Linked DNA regions of Macaca mulatta: region 1 is linked to region 2. Evidence: chromatin contacts called from public Hi-C data. All regions are on one chromosome and are shown on one strand. The core of a region is the stretch at or near the end of the contact, and the rest is flanking DNA. Distances in the headings are between cores, read along the strand shown. Region 1 holds the start of KATNA1 (katanin catalytic subunit A1). Region 2 holds the start of GINM1 (glycosylated integral membrane protein 1).

Evidence for each region. Hi-C and Micro-C count contacts between places; a contact is called where the count stands out from the background.
Region 1: a contact with region 2 is called in a Hi-C map of fetal cortex germinal zone, with 2.2 times the contacts expected there. The contact joins the promoter of KATNA1 here to the promoter of GINM1 in region 2. A contact is called at or near these places in 2 of 14 Hi-C or Micro-C datasets (cortical neurons and fetal cortex germinal zone).

Annotation. Positions count from the first base shown.
Region 1 is chr4:68,157,344-68,160,317 of T2T-MMU8v2.0, reverse strand. KATNA1 (katanin catalytic subunit A1) reads left to right here and starts at 1,510. Exons shown (of 10, transcript XM_028847201.2): 1 at 1,510-1,821.
Region 2 is chr4:68,063,796-68,066,712 of T2T-MMU8v2.0, reverse strand. It overlaps GINM1 (glycosylated integral membrane protein 1), which reads right to left and starts at 1,433. Exons shown (of 8, transcript NM_001193728.2): 1 at 1,214-1,433. The coding sequence starts at 1,333.

The DNA.
Region 1 (2,974 bases), core at 261-2,760, 94 kb before region 2:
CAGTCTTGCTCTGTCACCCAGGCTGGAGTGCCTCAGCCACTCAAGTAGCTGGGATTACAGGTGTGCGCCACCAGGCCCAGCTAATATTTGTATTTTTAGTAGAGATGGGGCTTCACTATGTTGGCCAGGCTGGTCTCAAACGCCTGACCTCAAGTGACCCTCCTGTCTCGGCCTCCCAAAGTGCTGGGATTACAGGTGTGAGTCACCGTGCCTGGCCTAGAATTTCGTATAAATGGAATCATACAATGTGTATTAATATTGTGGCCTTTGAGAAGTTTTTAAACTGTAAATTGGCTTTATAAATTCAAACCATACCTTTGAACTCATATAAAAGATGAAGGTTGAATTAGGGTAATTAATCTGTACCTCCCTGAATTGGTTTTGATTCCAAAAATATATACTAAATATAGTTTCCTGTTCCCTATTACAATAGAGTTCATATTTACTACAGTGAAACTATTATTCTCTACTCAGTTGAGAATGTTACAAGACTTTAAGCCCCATGAAACATTCTATTTTGTGACCACTGTATATCCAGTGCCAACACTGTCTCACACATAGTAGTTGCTAAGTAAACATTTGTTGACTGAATGGATGTATTTCCCCTGAATTGCTTTTACATGTCTATGTTAGATGACTGGGGTGCTTTTATTCTTTTTAGAGATAGGGCCTCACTTTGTCTCCCAGACTGGAGTGCAATGGTGCCATCATGGCCCACTGCAGCCTCCAACTCCTGGGCTCAAGTGATCCTCTTGTGTCAGTCTCCTGAGTGGTTGGGACTACAGGCGTGTGCCACCATGTTCAGACAATTTTTGTACTTTTTGTAGAGACAGGGGTCTCACTATGTTGCTCAGGCTGGTCTTGAACTCCTGGCTCAAGGTATCCTCCCGCCTCAGCCTCCCAAAGTGCTGGGATTACAGGGATGAGCCATTGTGCCCAGTTGGGATGTTTTAATGTTTGAAACTTACTTACCTTGCATTTTTAAAGGAATGTGTGATAAGTGCCCTATTCTGCCTCAAGTGATGGCAGAGGATGATTGAGACTGGAGGAAGCCCTGTGGAGTACATACGTGTAAATCATGAAATAGCATCATTTTCCTTGTCTCATCGTATTAAAACGGTGACCAAAAAAAAAAAAAAAAAAAAAAAAATCAATAAAATCCCACTAGCAGTGTGTCCGAGAATCTTTGTTTACCCCCTCCCTATTGTTATGTCATGACACGGAGCCCAGCTGGGGAATTCTGAATACTAGGTTCTAAAACAGGATTTGTCATAAACGAATTGCTTGATCCTGGACATTCACCTCTAAAATAGACACCTGACCTCGGTGTGTGTGTGAGTGTGGTGAAAATCAAATGGGAGGGAAAGTGGGCAAGCACCTGAACAAGGTACAGAGGCGCGCGATGTAGTACTATAATACCATCTATACCAAGGTCTATACTATCCGTGGTCGCCGCCGCCGCGTCCGCCGGGAGGAGGCGCCAGACTGCGCACGCGCGCCCCCGAGCCCGGCCACACCCTCTTCCGCCGCTGCAGCCCAGCGTCCTCGCTCCCGGGGTGTTGCCCCGCGTGCGCCGGAGTCGCTGAGGTCGTCCCCGGCACCGGAAGTGACCCTGGAGGGTTTGTCTTCAAATTCTCGGCGAGCAGAAGCCGCGCCGGCAGGTGGTGGTGACGATTGAACTGGGCAGTACTGGGGCCGTGAGCGGAGAGCAAGGTGGGCTGGACTGGGTCAGGCCCTCCTTCCTCGCTGCCGGGACCTCCACTCGGCCAATACTCTGTGCCTGGCGTTGGGCGGTTTCCCGAGGAGCTTGGGCCGCCGCAGGTGAGTTTTCACTCTGGCGGTGCTCTGGGGACCCCGGATTTTCCAGGGCCGGGTGGGTGAGGGACTCGGGAGGCCCGCAGCGAGAACCCGCAGCGCAACCCTCCGTGAGCCTGCCTGAGGTCTTAGGTCCTTGCTGTTGTCCCCGACAACTTGGCTTAGGTGACAGTCCCCCTACCTGAGGAATCCTGTCCGGCGGGGGACTTTTCGGGGGCTCTTGTCGATCCCGTCTTTTGGTCTGTGTCGTTAGCGAAGTCACCAGCCGAGAGTGTTTAGTCCTTCGCTTTTTTAACTGGTTCTCTCCGGAACCGGTTCACGCCCCCCACCCCGAAACCCTCACAGGTAAAAACCCCGATGGCCATGACATTGGGAGGCAACTCTCCTTAAAATTTGTTAGGTTAGAGTGATATTGTTGGGGATGTTATTTCTTATTTATTCTAGAGCGTGGCGTCCTCTGGAAGGCCTGTGGGCCTTTTGGTTTAGAGTTGGTACCTTTTAGAAAAGTTTTCCCTCGAAACATTAGTTTCATGTAAATGTGATGACAAAGTTAGAGACAGACGTAGATCCTGAAGTGCCTTATGGTGGATAATCTCAAGCTCTTATTTAATCAAAAATAGTTTCCTGCTATAACCGCGAAGGGTCGCTTTTATATTAGTTACTAACTTCCAACAGCACAGTGATGCTCTTTTCTCTTGAAAGCACTAATTTACGGCTTCCTCTTTGAAATTAGACGTTTAGTTATTGCTGAAAACATTCCCGATGTTTTAGAATGGGTGCAGTAGATCTTTGTCACGTAGTCACAATGATAGTCACCTTAGTAGATGTTAAGACAGATTCTTGAAATATTTTTACGGGCTTAAATGTCTCAATATAAAGCCCTGCTTTCTTTTCCAAAGGAGCTGGTTTTTGTTCTTTTTTTTTTTTTTTTTTGAGACAGAGTCTTGGTCTGTCGCCAGGCTGGAGTGCAGTGGCGCGACCTCGGCTCACTGCAAGCTCCGCCTCCCGGGTTCAAGGGATTCTCCTGCCTCAGCCTCCCAAGTAGCTGGGACTACAGGCGCGCTCCACCACGCCTGGCAAACTTTTTGTATTTTAGTAGAGATGGGGTTTCACCATCTTGGCCAGGCTGGTCTCGATTTCCTGACCTTGTGATCCGCTT
Region 2 (2,917 bases), core at 184-2,683:
TAATGCCCTGCAGAACTGAGACATGCTCGTCATTTTTGTACCCACATGGGGTAATGTCATTATTCTAAAACGTTAAAACTTGCTTTGTTTTGTTTTTGTTTGAGACGGAGTCTCGCTCAGTCACCCAAGCTGGAGTGTAGTGGCACGATCTTGGCTCACTGCAACCTCTGCCTCCTGGGTTAAAGCAATTTTCCTGTCTCAGCCTCCCGAGTAGCTGGGACTACAGGCACCTGCCACCACGCCCGGCTAATTTTTCTATTTTTAGTAGAGACGCGGTTTCACCTTGTTGGTCAAAGTGACATTTACCGTGCCCTTCACCTTTATATTTAGAGTGTTCGTATTCAAGTCTTGAGGAGTAAGATAAGGTGTACCGACATAGTCTCTTGTCATTCTCAGAAAACTTGCACTTTAAAATATTCAAACTTTTCCCTACCATTCTACTGAAAAAAAGGCTGATACTGGCCTAGGTAGGCACGACTCTACGGCAGAAATGGTGAGCATCAGCCACGTTTCAATGTTAGGATGCCTCGATTCTCCCACCTCAGCCGGCATCAGAAGCACCTGTAGGACTCGCCAACCCGGACTGCTGGGCCCCGCCCCCAGAGGACGGGCTGAGTTCCCAGCGGATGCCGACGCCGCCGATCGCGCCCCGCCGTGAGAACTTCTCCTCCAACATCCGACAAAAACACTACGTCGCGCGAGGGCCGGGTCTCTGCCTCTGCCCACCTCAGCCCAGCGGAGCCCCGCAGCCTCGGGACCGCGGGCCCTCGCGATCGCAGGCCGAGCAGGCACAGGTGGCCTGGAAACGCGCGAAGTGGGCAACTTCCACACTTCCCGAGCACGCAAACATTCCCTGCCCAAGCGCCGGCTCTACCCCGGGAAGGCGCCATTACGAAGGCCCGCGATCACCGGCAATCGCGCGCTTCGACGGCAAAGCCCCGTCAGGTCGCGCGCCGGCTTGGGCCGCCGGAGAGTCAGTGTGGGGTGGCTCCAGGCTCACTCACAGCGACGCAGCCCCAGTAGGTCCCTTCCCTCTTACCTCGGCCTCCCACGCCGCCCCAATTTCCTGGGGTGCTTCTCCCCACACCTCCTTCGGGGGCCCGGACCCCCGCCCCTGCCCACCGGTGGGATGTGGAAAGCGTCATTGTGGACTGCCCGGGCCTCCCGGAGGGTCGGAGTCGTAAAGCGGCCAGCCGGGTCCGCCCTGCCCTACCTGTGGGGCTCCGGACAGCGGCGGCGGCTCGGGGGCGCCCGTCGTCAGCCACCCGGCGGCGGGTAGCGCCACGAACAGCAGCAGCCGGAGGGCGAGCGGCCCCGGTGGAGCGCCCTCCATCTTGGACAACCGGGGCAGAGTGCAGCGGCGGCCGGGAGGTGAGGGCGGAGCCGGCCCGCGGGAGGGGCGGAGCTTCGGCGGGCGGGGCGGGGCGGGGCGGGGCGGGGCGGGGCGGGCTGTCCCCTTCCAGGGAGGCCACGGAAGGCACTGGGAGACTCCGAGATCCGGCTCGCCGGGGAAAAGCGTTTGCGCACGCGCAGCGCCGCGCGGCGTCCAGGGGCGGAGTGAAGTCTTGGAAGGTACGGCCCCTCATTAGACCCGCCCTCAGGATTGGACAGGACTCCAACTTGAGCAATGCAAATATTCTCGTAGCCATTATTTTAAAAATTAGTATATATACACATGCATGTGTCTTGGTGTGTACATGTACATGTACCTATACGATGAAAACAATGGAAATATTTCAGAAAACTGTTGTACATTAAAAATGAAACATCGCATTTAGAGGGGAAATTTTTATTAAGTGGGTAATTTCCCACCCTTGGGTGCACGTGGGACTCTCCCGGAAAGCTTTAAAAAGTACTGGGGTCTCCCTGAACACAGCACTTTCCAGCCTGGGCTGCGGCTCGGGCCCTGGTGGTTTTTAAATTTTCTTGGGTGATTGATTCATTGTGGGGCCAAGGTTGAGGATGCGCCACGCTTATCGTTCAGCATTCCGCCGACCCCTGGAGGCGGCGCAGGGACAGCGCTCAGCTGGAAGCCAGCACACCTGGGCGCTCAGCGCCTTTTTGGTCAGTATCGTAACTCTAAAGTGAAAGTGTTAGACTTTTCTTCCACTTTTCAGATTAAAAAAAAAAAAGTTACGGAACCCTGTAAAGCAGAGAGTAGCAAGAAATTCAAGCATTTTAGATTAACAGGATTGCATGTTGATTGAGAAAAACTTGGAAACTTGGCCATTCAGGCAGAATAAGAGAAATATTTAGTCTTCCTTTGAAATAAAACTTTTGACATGAAAAGGGAAACAAGAATCTGCTTCTCTCTTTGAGCCCCCTTTACTCCTTTTAACACCCTCCTGCCACTTGCCTGCTTCCCCTCCCCCCGCCAGAATAAGTTATAAAAGTTTTGGCTGAAGACTCCTTTCAACTAACTCCGGGCTTACTCTGAGATTCCCCACGCCACTGTTAAGCTACAAGAGATTTCACAGCGAAGCCCCACCCACTTCTGGGTTCCATCTGCAAACTTGGCCTTTTCACTTTTTTCCTACTGCTGAAATTAAAAATGAATTTGGAGATGGACGTGGTAGTTTGTGCCTGTAGTCCCAGCTATGCAGCAAACACAGGCAAGAGGATCGCCCGAGTCTATTTAAAAAAAAAAAAAAAAAAAGGAATCTAGAAGCCGAGCGCAGTGGCTCATGCCTGTAATCCCAACACTTTGGAAGGCCGAGGCGGGTGGATCACTTGAGGTCAGGAGTTCGAGAACACCCTGGCCAACTTGGTGGAACCCCATCTTTACTAAAAATACAAAAATTAGCCAGGCATAATGGCACGCACCTGTAATTCCAGCTGCTAGGGAGGCTGAGGCAGGAGAATCGCTTGAATCCGGGAGGCAGAGGTTGCAGTGAGCCAAGATCGCGCTATTGCACTC